Linked DNA regions of Mus musculus: all the other regions are linked to region 1. Evidence: chromatin contacts called from public HiChIP or PLAC-seq and promoter capture Hi-C data. All regions are on one chromosome and are shown on one strand. Each heading gives the region's core, a stretch centred on a gene start, on an enhancer-like site or on the middle of the called end of the contact. The rest is flanking DNA. Distances are from core to core; before and after follow the strand shown.

Region 1 (3,205 bases), core at 288-2,787:
CGGATTTCTGAGTTCGAGGCCAGCCTGGTCTACAGAGTGAGTTCCAGGACAGCCAGGGCTATACAGAGAAACCCTGTCTCGAAAAAAAAAAAAAAAGGCTAATGTTAACAATGATCATGAGTCCTCTAAGGCCAAAATTCTCATGGTTACTATTTAATATTTAATTTTTAGCAATGAATTAATTTAATAAGTTTTTTTTTCAAATGTGGAAAAACCCTTCCATCCTGCTCTACAGAGTAAAAAAAGCAGTACTTTCATTTAGTGTCCCTCGAATCATCTAAATTACTTACTGCCAAAACCCCATTAGTTATGGGATTCTAAGAGTACGTTTCTACTTCACCCTATTCCTTTTTTCAGTTGAAGTGAAAAAGCTAAAGCCAGACACTTAGATGAGTAGGGTTCCCTAGTCCCGGGCAGTTGCTTTTTTGGACACTGAGGAAGATGACATTCCACACACCTAGGCCTTCAGCAGGACAGCCAAGCATGCTAAGGTCAACCATTTCTCATCGCTGCTAACCGCTTGGTTGAGCCCTACCACAAAAATCTGACGCGCTCCCGTGAACTCGCCATCAAGTTCTGCTCACAGACGTGTACGGCCCAGGATACTCTTACTGTAGCTTGAGACAGGCCTGGAAAGAGCAGCTAAGCTTGGCTTCACTACGTCTTGGTAAGCGTCCAGGAAAAAAAAAAAAAAGAGACAGGGAGGGAGAGAGGGCTTCAACTTTGCGCACACACGCCCCCCTCCCCCTTTCTTCCTCAGTCACACCTAGCTCTCTTTTCGGAGAACAGTGTTCTCGAAAGATCTACCTCTTCAACTCAAATGTCAAGCCCAGATCAGCTGCCTGAGATCTCGGCTAGCAGAGCTCAACCCACGCCCTCGTCTTCCAGCACCTTCTACCGGAGCCAGCGAGCTGGTCCCCATACAAACTGTCCACGGAGAGCGAGCGAAACCCTGGCTCACGCCTCCGCCCGCAGACAAGCTGCCTCGCAGGGGCGTCTGGCCTGGGCGGCCGCTGAGACCTCAAGGCCCCGCGCCGGGGTCCGGCGGGACTTGGCGGCCCCGGAGCGAGGGATGCGGGAGAGGGGCGGACGCCTCACCTTGACCCTGATCTCGTAGGTGGTGAAGCGGCCCCGGCCGACCCCCACGGTCTGCGGGTTGCTCACGTCGATCTCGAGGAAGTTGCTGGGCGGCCCGTAGGCGTCATTCAGATTCTGCGGCTTGGTGATGAGCCGCCGGGTGTCCGCTACCGTCTCCGCCATTTCGCTGTCGCCGCGGCAGCCGCGGGCTTCTCTCCACCGCCTTCCGCCAACGCCACCGCCGCCCGCCGCGGGGACTCCCGGCTCGCGCGCAGCGAACGGAGACGAACGAGCACGTAGGACGGGTGGGCGTTCGTTCCGCGCGAAGCTCCGCCCCAGGCTGCTCGGGCTTCCGCCCTCTGCCCAGGGAGAAACAGCTGACTGGCCTGAACGCCGCGCCCGGTTCGCAGGCCCCGCGGCGGCCCCGAGGGACACTGCGGGGTGGGGCTGAGGCGCGGCGGCGTCACGGGACTGTGGGCGCCAAGGATATGGGGAGACTACAATAACCACAATGCCTCGGGCGAGCGCGCCGCCGCCGAGTGACGCGCAGGCGTAGTAGGGGAGCTCTGGGGAGGAGGTGTGGGTTTCCGGCTTTTCTGACCCAGCTTCTCTGCGGGGAGGGACTCCGGAAACGATTTTAGCTGTTCTGGCGCAGTGAAGGCAGTCGTTGGGACGGCAGGGAGGAGACAAAACTGCCTATGCTGTAAGACAGCCAATCCAGTGCATCACTGTGATCCCTGGAAATTCATTTCTAGAAACCTTTAATAAACGTCTCAAATGAATCAGTACACATCTGTAATCCTGACCTTTGGCAAATGGAGAGCGGAGAATCAGGAGCTCGAGGCCAGCCTGGGCTACATGAGACCTTATCTTTAAAAACCAAGGGAGAGCCGGGCGGTGGTGGCGCAGGCCTTTAATCCCAGCACTTGGGAGGCAGAGGCAGGCGGGTTTCTGAGTTCGAGGCCAGCCTGGTCTACAAAGTGAGTTCCAGGACAGCCAGGGCTATACAGAGAAACCCTGTCTTGAAAAAAACACAAAACAAAACCAAAACAAAACAAAAGGCTTTTTAGCCAGGCGTGGTGGAGGCAGAGGCAGGCGGGATTTCTGAGTTCTAGGCCACTGGTCTACAGAGTGAGTTGACAGCCAGGGCTACACAGTAGCCCTCAAAAAACAAACAAAAAATGATGATGTAACTCAGTTGGTAGATTGATTGCCTAGGATTCATAAAGTCCTGGGTCCAGTCCCCAAGAAGGACATTAATCCCGGCATAATGTAATGCCAGCACTCAGAAGGCTGAGACTCAGAAGTTTCAAGGTCACCCTGTTCTACACTGATAGATTCGAAGCAGTAAATAAGGGAGTGGAATTTTTTAAACCTGATAAGCTCAAACTAAGGTCAAACAGTGCCTAAAGACTGGTCTGGCCCCTGAAATAAGAAAGCAAAATAAGAAAGACAAGATGAAGGCCGGGAACCCTGTCTGGGTAAGCGGCCACTCTTGTTTCCCACAAATCCTGGTAAATGTGTTTTGTTTTTAAGCGGTAAATCTCAAATTGTACTTGGAATGCTACTTAGAGAAGCCTTTATACAAAATGGAAAAAAGGACCAGGGAAAGACTCAGGAAGCTGAAGGGAGACAGGAAGATAGGGGAGTGCCAAGAACCAGGATACCAGGAGCTAGTGCATCCGGTTGTCAACCCAATACCTGAACAAAGCCATTACGTGGCCTAGGCAGCGTCACGTGACCTTAGAGTCCCTTCAAGTCAGCCTACAAAAACAGCAGTGTAGCACAACCATAAAGCTAGCAAGTTCCAAAGTTAGTTTATTTCCAGAGTACAGGAGAATACAGATCTGAAAAGAGTTGGAGATACGGGCTACTGATTAACAGTGCTTGTCGTGCAAGTACGAGGACCTGAGTTTGGACCCCCAAATTCATGCAACAACAAGACTTGCAGTACCAGTAACTACAACACTGTGGGGGTGAGGTGGGGTGGGGTGGGGTGGGGTGAGGAGATAGGGGAGTCACTCAGGTTTTGAAAACTCTTAGCCTGGGTTGGGGTGGGGTGAGTTGGGGTAGAGAACTACAAAACAAGGAGCTCCAGGCTCAGAGAGACTTGATACTTCAGAGAAAC
Region 2 (3,312 bases), core at 707-3,206, 790 kb after region 1:
TTTCAAAAACTGTGACAAAACCAAAAAAGCAATTCTTTTCATTTTCTGAGAGCGTAGGCCAGGCTGGCCCCGAACTTACTATGCAACAATTGATCTTGAAGTGAACTTGTCCTGTCCACACTTCCACATGCTATAGTCATAGGTATGTACAGCCATGCCTGTTTATAAAAAGGACTTTTTTTTTTTTTTTTTTTACATATACATTTGAGACAGGGTCTCAGTAGGTAGCCCTGGCTGGCCTGGACCACATGGAGATCTACCTGCGGAGAGCTGGGATTAGGTTTGGGTCACCATGCCCTGCCTAGGAAAAGCAATTTTAAAGGACAATCTATTTCCCTAGGAAGTATCAAAAGGTGTGCAACATAAACAAAAGGTATGCGCAAGTGTGGACCTTCTGGAAAAAGGAACAAGTGTGACTCATCTTCATGGTGAGAAGCACCAGCTAGGAGCCCCAGCCACGGGTGGTTTGCTACAGGGGATTGTATTTAGAGCTGTTCGTAGCAGAGCGCAAGCCCCCAAACCCCAACCCTCTGGTTTAAGCAGTGGATCTACTGTAAGTGTCAGCCTCCTGGCCTTGGAAATGTCTGCAGTGAATTCTGTCCAAACTCCATCCTGTAATCTCTCCAGTTTCACTTTCCTCCACAGGAATATGAGCTCTGTCATTAAGGTTAGAAAGAAAGGGAAAAATCCCACCAGGGCCTTATCTCAGCCCTGAACACTTAGGAAAGGGTCTACACCTGCTCACTTACTAATAAAATCATTTTTGTGTGAAATAGATGGCTGGCTTTTAACTCAGTGGTAAAGGGTTTGACCTGGGCCAGACTCCCAGCTCAGGATAAAAACAAGGAAAATATATTGGGAAAACAAATTACCATACAAAAAGTGTAACCACTTATAACTATTTGAATGTTTCAAATAAGAATTGAGAATTGTCTCATAAAAGTATAAGATAGTTTGAAAAAAAAAACCACTTAAGATTTCAGAGTGAATATGAATAGACTTGGTTCAAAATCAGTCTTGTCTGCACAAGCCAAGAATTCCACAGAGCCTTGGGTTTCCCTGTAACATGAGGGTTCTACTAATCCTGCCTCACTAGGTTTCTGTGGGGGAGTACAGTGCCCAGCCAAGGGTCAGCAGTTAGGGAAAATTGTAAACCAGGGGTTCTCAGCCTTCCTAATGCCGTGGCCCCTTAGTTAAGTTCCTCATGTTATGGAGCCCCCAACCATAAAATGATTTCATTGCTACCTCATAACTAATTTTGCTACTGTTACAAATCATAATATAAATATCTCTGATATGCAGGATACCTGTTATGCAAACCCCGTGGAAGGGTCGCAGGAGGGGGTCGAGATCCACGGGTTGAGAATTACTGCAAAATGCTTTTGTTTATGTGCAGGGTGGAAAAAGTAAAAGATGAGTTCACATGGGCTAAAGCCAAAACTGTAGAAATCTCGGTAACTGAGTTGGAGTGTTCTAATTTGCTTACTTTCTTTGTGGAAATTGAAATTGCTTTTGCTTGTTTCGGATCCTAGGTTCCTAAAGGGAGAAAGACTATGGTGGAACCCTGTGGTGCAGAAACAACATGATCACACACAAGTTACTGCTGGAGTCTGTTTTGGTTGTTAGGGTGACATTTAGTTACTAGGAACCTGTGAAGAATGGTTTTGTCACTCCACAGTTACTAACGCAAACAAATCTGCCTCCACAGTTACCTGCTTGCCAAAGCCGCTGACTCTGGGTGGGCGGAGCCAAAGCTGTCTGTCCTGGGGGGGGGGGGGGGGGCGTTCTCTGGGCAGCTTCGGAGTTGCTGGGCAACTTCCTTGCTGGAACAGGAAGATTTCATTAATCTTTTCACTTCACTGAAAAAGAATTGTTTGGGTTCTCTTTAATTAGAAATTAGAAAGAGAGAGGGAGGGAGAGAGGAGGGGGCAGGGGAATCGGACCATTCTTGCCAAGGCAAGCCTCAACTTCCACGAAACTGTGAAGCCAGAGCAGTCCTGTGTTTGGAGCAGCAGGTATTGTGAGTCTTCTAATACTGGAGGGAGTTGGGCTCTAGAATTAACTGTACTGGAGCAGGTCACTGGCAGGGTGGTCATTTCTGCTTTGTTAGAGCTGGACTGGAGGGAAGTCAGCTTTGGGTGATGTAAGGTTGACGTGAGAGACACGCTACAGTAGACTATTCAGGATGGTGGCTTGAAAAACCCTGTGGGGTACCAGGGTAGGGACGGAACACCGCGGGCCTCATGCGTGCCTTGAATTCACGATCCTCCTGCCTCACCAAGTTTGTGCCACCATAGCCAGTTGATAAAGTAGTATTTTTAAGCCATAGCAAACTAAGATTAAACACAAGTTTGATTTTTTTCACAATGATTTATTATTTGTGGTTATGTGGATGTGGATGCCGTGTGTGTGTGTGAGTGCCCATGGAGGTCAGCGTATCAGATCTGGAGCTGAGGCAGTTCATGGGAGTGTCCCGGAGAGCTGCCCAAGCTCCTTACCCACTGAGCCATCTCACCAAAGACGCATGGGCGGGCAGATGCACGGCTGGAGTTATTGATGTGCCGTGAAGAACACCTGTTAGTGACTTCCTGAAGCGCTAGTGAGCGCTAACTGAAGCTGAGTCACTGAGCATTTCATAGATGTGACATATGGGTTAATGCCAGCTGGACCCTAGTCCTCTCCAAAAGAGCATCCAAGATGAAAGCTCTTCTTGGGCACCGCTGCATCTTTCTGTTAAAATGAGCTGAGGACGAATAAGAAACAATCACTTGCCCGAGAATGACTTACCGTGTAAATCAGTTAGCCCGACCAGTGCCCCCGAGGGTTGCTTGGATCCTGCCTGCTCGTCTCCAGGGAGCATTCCTCTTCCGGTGTCCTATCATACTTGATCAAGTGAGGAGAATTAGATGGAATCATTTCAGAGTAGTGGTTACGAAGCCTCTGATCTCCAGACACCCAACCTGGTGCCCTTTCAACTTACGACCCAGACTGTTGACCTGATCACGGACGGTCCTACGTTGTCACAGAGCTGCCTCAGAGCGTAAGAACAATAGAACAGCTTTCTTCTCTGCTGCTTTCTGCTAAAGTGGTTAAGTAGGCATTTACAAACCTCTCGGCATAGATAGTAATCATCACCGGGTGGGTGTGCAAACTGAGCACTCGAATTGCCTGTGACATTTAGTGTTTCTTGTATCAAACAGGAATTCGGTGAGTCTGTGTAAATAAGGAGACGACACCCAATAAGCCTGTGAAGGAAAGGGAAATCTAATTCCGTGGAAAGAAACTTTAGGCCACACACACATTGTTTCTCTA
Region 3 (3,421 bases), core at 718-3,217, 530 kb after region 1:
TTTCACCTGGAGTCTGGATGTTTTTGTTTCATGATGAATCAAAAAAGGAGATGAGAAGAATGAACCACAGATCTATTTAAGCTTTCAGTGAAAATATTACCTCAGTTATTGATGGTCTTGAACAAATTGGTGGTGGTGGTGGTGGTGTGTGTGTGGGACAGTTGAACTGAATTAGGCCTTCTGAGTTGGTTGTAAAGTAGTTAAAAATCCACTCAGCGATTCGTCCTGTCCCAAAGAATCTAAGTGAAGTTAAATTCTAATGTAGAGTTAAGTGGCTTGGGGCCTTCATTTTTAGAAAAAGAAAAAGTATTTTAAGAATATGAGTGGTTCACCGGCATATGTGTGTATGCCCCATGTATTTGCCTTGTGCCCATGGGGGCCAAAAGACAGCACCAGATTCCCCTGGAAGTGGAGTTACAGGTGCCTGTGGGCCAACATTCGGGTGTTGGAACTGAACCTGGGTCCTCTGCAAAAGCAGCCAGAGTGTCTAACCACTGAGCCATCTCAGTAGTGCCAGGTGGGTACCTTCTTACTCGATACAGAGTTGCCAGGTCAGAAGGGACTTTCCAAGCCATGGCCACTTCCAACTTCCAACTGGCCACTTGGATCTCCAGTAACATCCCAGGGGAGATCCTGTTCAAATGTGGCTTTAGGATGTGGTTCCATATACATTCTCAGGTCACCATATCATAAGAACTGTGGAGGACGGGGCTGGAGAGATGGCTCAGCGATTCCGAGCACTGGATGTTCTTCCAAAGATCCCTGGTTCAATTCTCAACGACACAACTGCAGTGCCTTCCCAGAGGAGCTGACACTCTCACACAGACATTCGTGCAGAGCACCAGTGTACATAAGATAAAAATAAACTAATTAATTAGAATAAAAGGAACTGTGGCAGTAATACAAACCAAGACTGAAGCTATACAGAGGCCAAAGCTCTACACTGAATCTCCTCTTCTTGCTATTGTTTTTTTTTTCTGCCCACCAGTTTGATATTACAGTCCAACCATTTAACAGTATTTATTTAAAAACATGCAGTAAGCATGTGAGTTATTTGGATTTCTTGAATTCTTTGGCTCCATAGAGATGTTAGATAGCCATTTTAATTTTAATCCTTTTTAAAAAAAAAACTTGTGAAAATATGTCAGTCTGTATTAAGAGTGTTCAAAGAGTACAGAGATACTCTGCAGGAGTGCAGCCATATTCAGGAAGGGTTAAACTCTAGCAGCCTTGGCAGAGGGCTAACAACCAGATGGACATGTCCTATGTGCCCTTTGTGGTTAGGTAGAGTGGGAAACTGGAGTGATCTCAAACTTCTTTAACTTGGAAAACAAGTAAACAAAACCAAAGCATCTTTTTTTGTTTTGCTTTGTGTTTCTGTTGTTTTGAGACCGGGTTTCTCTGTGTAGCCCTGGCTGTTCTAGCACTCACTCTGTAGACCAGGCTGGCCTCGAACTACAGATATCTGCCTGCCTCTGCCTCCCAAGTGATGGGAAAAAAGGTGCCCCCGCCAAAAGCATCATTTTTTAATGTAAACAGAAAAACTACCCTACCAGGAAAACATGCATTGGCAGAAATACATCCCAGCCGGGCGTGGTGGAACATGCCTTTAATCCCAGCACTTGGGAGGCAGAGGCAGGAGGATTTCTGAGTTCGAGGCCAGCCTGGTTTACAAAGTGAGTTCCAGGACAGCCAGGGCTACACAGAGAAACCCTGTCTCAAAAAAAAAAAAAAAAAAAAAAAAAAAAAGAAAGAAAGAAAGAAAGAAAGAAAGAAAGAAAAAAAGAAAAGAAGAGAAAAGAAAAGAAGGAAATTCATCCCAGCCTTGGGAACCTCTAAACAAGACAACCAAAGTCCCAGGATCCATCACTGAACTCTAGAGAAGAGACAGTGACCAGCCAGCCAGCACCTCTGTCCTCCCCAGTGCTGGCACAGTGCTCCAAGCTGTTGATGTTGTTCTGATGAAACTTGGATACTTGTGTTGTTGTTTGATTTTGTTGCTATTTCTTTTTCTGCTTTTCACACAAGTTGAGGTGGGAGATGGAGTGAGGTGCTTTGGGACCACTTATTGGGGTGTTTTGTCAAGTGTAGACCATAAGCTACCCACTGCAGTAGGAAGATGAGCAACTCAGAGATTTTGGTCTCAAGCCCATGCAGTAGAGCCTGCCAGCGCACTCCGCCCTCGCCCAGATGTGGAAGGGGCTTTCAATTTGCTTCAGTCAGCTCCTTTGCTGGGATTTAAAGCCATGTTGTCATAATCACTGTCTTAATTTTAACTTCCCATTTTCTTTTCTTCCTGAGAGCAGAAGGAATCCCTACTCTGTCCTGTAAATGCCCTGGCAAGTTATTAAAACACAAGTTGGGCTGGGGACTTGGCATTCCCAGAGCAGGAGGTGGGAGACCGACAGCTCTGTGGGTGGGTCTAAGCCCCCCACCCCCTTCACTTCTTGCTGCAGAGCCAGGCGCATGCCCAATGGGCTGCTTCTCAGATTGCTGTGCCCAGGCCCAGAGCAGGCGCAGTAGGTGCAGATGCTCCATCATGCTCCTTCCTCTGCCTCGCCAGCCACAGACAACATGCCCATCTTTCTTTCTCCCTCAGGGAACAGCTCAGCCCGTGAGCAGTTAAGTGCTCGGTGGTATTTGTGGCTCTAACAGATAACTCGGATATATTCGACTATCTTTTTAAAAAGTTAACTGAAAGCCCAATAAAGTATATCGGAAATAACTTTTTAAATAGGAAAATAATGACCCCTGTGCCATCATTTTCACGCAGAAGTCTTTATTTGTTCAGAGGAGCCCATTCCTACAGACTGGTTTTCACACTGTCGCAGAGGGCACACAATCTGAACCAGAAATTACAGATGTTTTTATTTTCAAGGCTAATAGCCTGAGTTTGACCACAGTATAGAAAGAGGGAACCAACTCCTGCAGGTTATCTAAAGAGCGCTGGCTTTAATCCCAGCACTCTAGGAGCAGGGGCAGGTGAAGCTCTGTAAATCCAAGGTCCTGCTGATCTACACAGTAAGGCCCTGTCTCCATAAAACAAAACAAAACAAACAAAACCAAGTCATTTTCTCTTCTGGGATGCTCACTTCATTTGAAGAGTTTTGCTATTCTGAACTTTATTAGATGTTTCCCCATTAGTGACCATATTTTACCACTTTAGATAAATGTGCAGTTAAAGTAGACCCTTGGTCAGCCAGCCACTCTATTTTTATAAAGGAAATTGTTCTTCCTTATTGCCTTGTGCTTAATTGACTTAGATATTGCTGTGTGGTTTAGAAAGTGATTTCAGCTTTGAACAATGATTATCTCAAGGTACCAGAAATAGCCCCAAGAATAAGCGGGACACAGTCTAAAGCACTGGCTTTAAGTTCATTTTTATACAATGGCAGAGGGGCATGTTTCCTTTGCTTCCGCT
Region 4 (3,108 bases), core at 339-2,838, 930 kb after region 1:
CAAACTTGAAACTTTTGAATGGGTTAAATTTTTTTAAAGTAACATTTCCGGTTGTTGATTTGTTAGTATAAAAAAGTTAAAGAGAGAAAAATGAAAAAGGCCTATGATACACTGAACTAGGAACTTTTTGTTTGTTTGTTTTTGGTTTTGCGAGACAGGGTTTCTCTGTGTAGCCCTGGCTGTCCTGGAACTCATGCTGTAGACCAGGCTGGCCTTGAACTCAGAAACCCGCCTGCCTCTGCCTCCCAAGTGCTGGGATTAAAGGCCTGCACCACCACTGCCCAGCGTAGGAAATATTTTTGAAGTGTACAGTTTGAGGGGGAAAAGCTAGTAACAGGCTAACAGCATCAAAGAGTAGCATTTCATTCCCCCCCCCACATTTCCTCCACAGCAGAAGTAGCACCAATAATTTTACATTTGTGTATATCAGAAAAGCTATCTGAGCTCTTTACCACCCTAAAATGTAGTGTTTAACAGTATTTACCCTTGGCAGGAAGCAGTTGCTAAAATTGAAAGAATTCATTTTGAATGACTCTTATGTCTGAGAAGGCGGCATGAGGGAGCACACATTCATGCTTGGACACCAGGCTCAGGGTCATTCATTAATAAGTGCTTGACAGACAAATCATCTCCATGCAACTATTACAATAAAAAAAAAAAAAAGAAGAAAATCTGTCCTGCTAGGCACAGTGGTACACACTTGTAATCCTAGCACTCGGGAGGCTCAGGCAGGTAGACTAAAAGTTCCAGGCCAGGGGGCCAGTAAGATGGATCAGTGAGTAAAGGTGCTTGCAGCCAAGTGTGGGTGACCTGAGTTCCATCTGTGGGTCCCATGGTGAAAGTGGACAACCAACTCATGAACATTGTTCCATCAAACCCACACACAAACACCATGGCATGCTCACATGCATATGCAAACACAGACACACACACACACACAGACACACACAGACACACACAGACACACACAGACACACACACACACACACACACACACGCAATGAAAAGGGAGGAAAATGAGTTCCACCCCAGGGAGCAGTGAGATGGCTGAGTAAGTAAAGGGGCTTGCTGCCAAGATTGGTGACCTGAGTTTGATCCCCAGAACCCACACAGTGGAAGGAGAAAACAGACTCCAGCAGGTTGCCCTCTGACCTCCACGTACAAACTTACACACATTCGTCAGTTAGTTAGAGGAAAGGAGACAAGAACTCCAAACTAGCCTGGACTACACAGAAAGAAAGACTGTATTTCTTTTCTTTTTTTTTTTTTTTAAGTTAGTAAATAAATAAATGAAATTTAAAACTTAAAAAAAAATCTGTTTTGGAAAAATGTGCTCAATTTTGGGTGGATATTGTTTTCTTCAGGTTTACATTTTTCTTAAGTTTTTGGAAATGTTCCCATAATTTTTACATTAAACATTTTAACCCTTAGTTATGAGGTAGAGGATTCTCAAGTGTGGTTGGAGATCCGTTTCCCCCAGATACAGATGTAGTCATATACTTACTCGGTGTTCATTTACACTGAAGCATCACTGTGTGTGCTGATGAGAGGCCCCATCTCCCAGGGGCAGGGGCCTTAAATCAAAACCCACTGTGCCTTGCTTTAAAGATTGGAGATGGCTCAGGAATGAAGAGTGCTTGCTGCTCTCGCAGCAGTCCCCAACACTGGGCGGCTTACAAATATGTTTGCTTTCAGTGGTGTACATGAACCCGTGCCGGCATACACACATAAATAAAAATAGTATGCACAAATAAAAATAGTGTATTAATCCTCAAAAACAAAAAAGAAAGGCCATTCTGCCACACGGTGCCACACAATGAGCCATGATGCAGAGTAAAACGAGTGTAAGGATCCTGAATTTGATATTTCTCAGGTTCCCTGAAGACTCTCAGAGAAAAAAGGTGGGATGGTGGTTTCCATGGGTGGGGACAGAAAGGGCAAATTAGTATTCAGTGGGTACTGGTTTTATTTTGTGAGATGGAAAGAGATTTGTCATGTGGTCATGATGCTGCCACTGTTCTGTATTTGATGACAGTTAAAAGAATAAGTTTTGTGATGTGTGTGTGTAAGTGTGTGTGTGTATATATACACACATATATACATCTGTATGTATGTATGAATTCCTGCTCATATATATATGTGTGTGTGTGTGTGTGTGTGTGTGAGCATTATATATATATATATATATATATATATATATAAAAGCACCATACACACACACACACACACACACACACACACACACACACACACACACACACGAGCTGCACACTGTTGCTCAGCCCATCGCTGAGGATAAGGATCTTTGATTTTTGGCAGGGCACGGAATGTTGTTTTCACTTTGAGGTCACCAACTCTACCATCCTCCTGCTTCTATTTCCCAGCTGCTAGGTCATAGGCGTGTGTCACCACACCCAGCTAAGGATAACATCTTGTAGGAAGGAAAGTAGGATTTGCAGGCGGGGCAAATCTCTATCAGGTGTATCTGCAGCTCAGGAAGTGCTTGGAGACCTTGGAGACGCCAGCCTCTGCTCACCTGTTGTCTGCTCACGCATGTTGTCTGCTCACACATGTTGTCCTCGGACACTGTACTGTCCCACCATCTGTCTTCTTGGTCAGTTTGGGCCATTCTTTAGCCTCTTGATGCTCTGAGCTCTAAGCATCCTTGTTTAAGTCATTAGTAGCTGTGAAGTCAGGACAAATCCCAAGTCCCCAAGCTGCCACACTAGACCTCCCAGGCTGTGCAGCTGCCAAAGACATGGGCCTGGAGCACGCAGTTATTCTGCCACACAGCCATGCTCTTCCAGCATGCTCTTCCGGTTCTCGAGCATCCTGCTGCTCTATTTCCTGAGAAAATCAGGTCAACCTGGCAGTCTTTCTTTAAAAACTCATGTCGTTGTCCAGTCTTTTCCCAGTTTCTAGTAAACCAGTCTCCATCCACCACTGGTGCTAATATTTTTTTCCCTTGAGACAGAGATGGAGTCTATTAAAAAGAAAGCTAAAAAAAAAATACATGTATCTATTTATGAGTAGAGGGCACATGAAGGCCTGATAGAGGTGTTGTTGGGGCCACATCTTGAAACACAAGAGGAGCTGGCAACATGAAGA

The links. Promoter capture Hi-C pulls out the DNA fragments that hold promoters and counts their contacts. HiChIP or PLAC-seq counts read pairs in DNA pulled down with a chosen protein or histone mark. Capture Hi-C pulls out chosen DNA fragments and counts their contacts.
Region 2: a contact with region 1 is called in a promoter capture Hi-C map of pancreatic islet. The contact joins the promoter of Ccdc162 here to the promoter of Snx3 in region 1. A contact is called at or near these places in 1 of 39 promoter capture datasets (cranial neural crest), 1 of 115 datasets of contacts at active chromatin or transcription factors (pancreatic cancer cells) and 1 of 9 other capture datasets (pancreatic islet).
Region 3: an H3K4me3 HiChIP or PLAC-seq map of bone marrow-derived macrophages shows a contact between it and region 1, with 7 times the contacts expected there. The contact joins the enhancer-like site here to the promoter of Snx3 in region 1. A contact is called at or near these places in 5 of 39 promoter capture datasets (the 3T3-L1 cell line, the C10 cell line, cranial neural crest and 1 more), 3 of 484 Hi-C or Micro-C datasets (the HPC-7 cell line, bone marrow-derived macrophages and cortical neurons), 6 of 115 datasets of contacts at active chromatin or transcription factors (CD8 T cells, bone marrow-derived macrophages, lineage negative bone marrow cells and 3 more) and 2 of 9 other capture datasets (adipose tissue and liver).
Region 4: a contact with region 1 is called in a promoter capture Hi-C map of liver, with 2.7 times the contacts expected there. The contact joins the promoter of 5730435O14Rik here to the promoter of Snx3 in region 1.

The regions. Positions count from the first base shown.
Region 1 is chr10:42,500,386-42,503,590 of GRCm38.p6, reverse strand. It overlaps Snx3 (sorting nexin 3), which reads right to left and starts at 1,537. Exons shown (of 4, transcript NM_017472.4): 1 at 1,099-1,537. The coding sequence starts at 1,260.
Region 2 is chr10:41,715,107-41,718,418 of GRCm38.p6, reverse strand. It overlaps Ccdc162 (coiled-coil domain containing 162), which reads left to right and starts at 1,956. Exons shown (of 48, transcript NM_001358562.1): 1 at 1,956-2,015.
Region 3 is chr10:41,967,192-41,970,612 of GRCm38.p6, reverse strand. The region is part of intron 8 of Armc2 (armadillo repeat containing 2); the gene reads left to right. The region is part of intron 2 of Gm33058 (a long non-coding RNA gene); the gene reads right to left. Among named protein-coding and RNA genes, the nearest start is that of Gm33058, 10 kb to the right of the region's middle. Within about 2 kb of position 1,967, at least 18 of the 459 cell types and tissues checked have an H3K27ac peak or open chromatin away from gene starts, as enhancers often do. A contact at or near this core is called in adipose tissue and bone marrow-derived macrophages, where this site is marked.
Region 4 is chr10:41,566,496-41,569,603 of GRCm38.p6, reverse strand. It overlaps 5730435O14Rik (RIKEN cDNA 5730435O14 gene), which reads right to left and starts at 1,588. Exons shown (of 4, transcript NR_045341.1): 1 at 1,505-1,588. The region is part of intron 37 of Ccdc162 (coiled-coil domain containing 162); the gene reads left to right.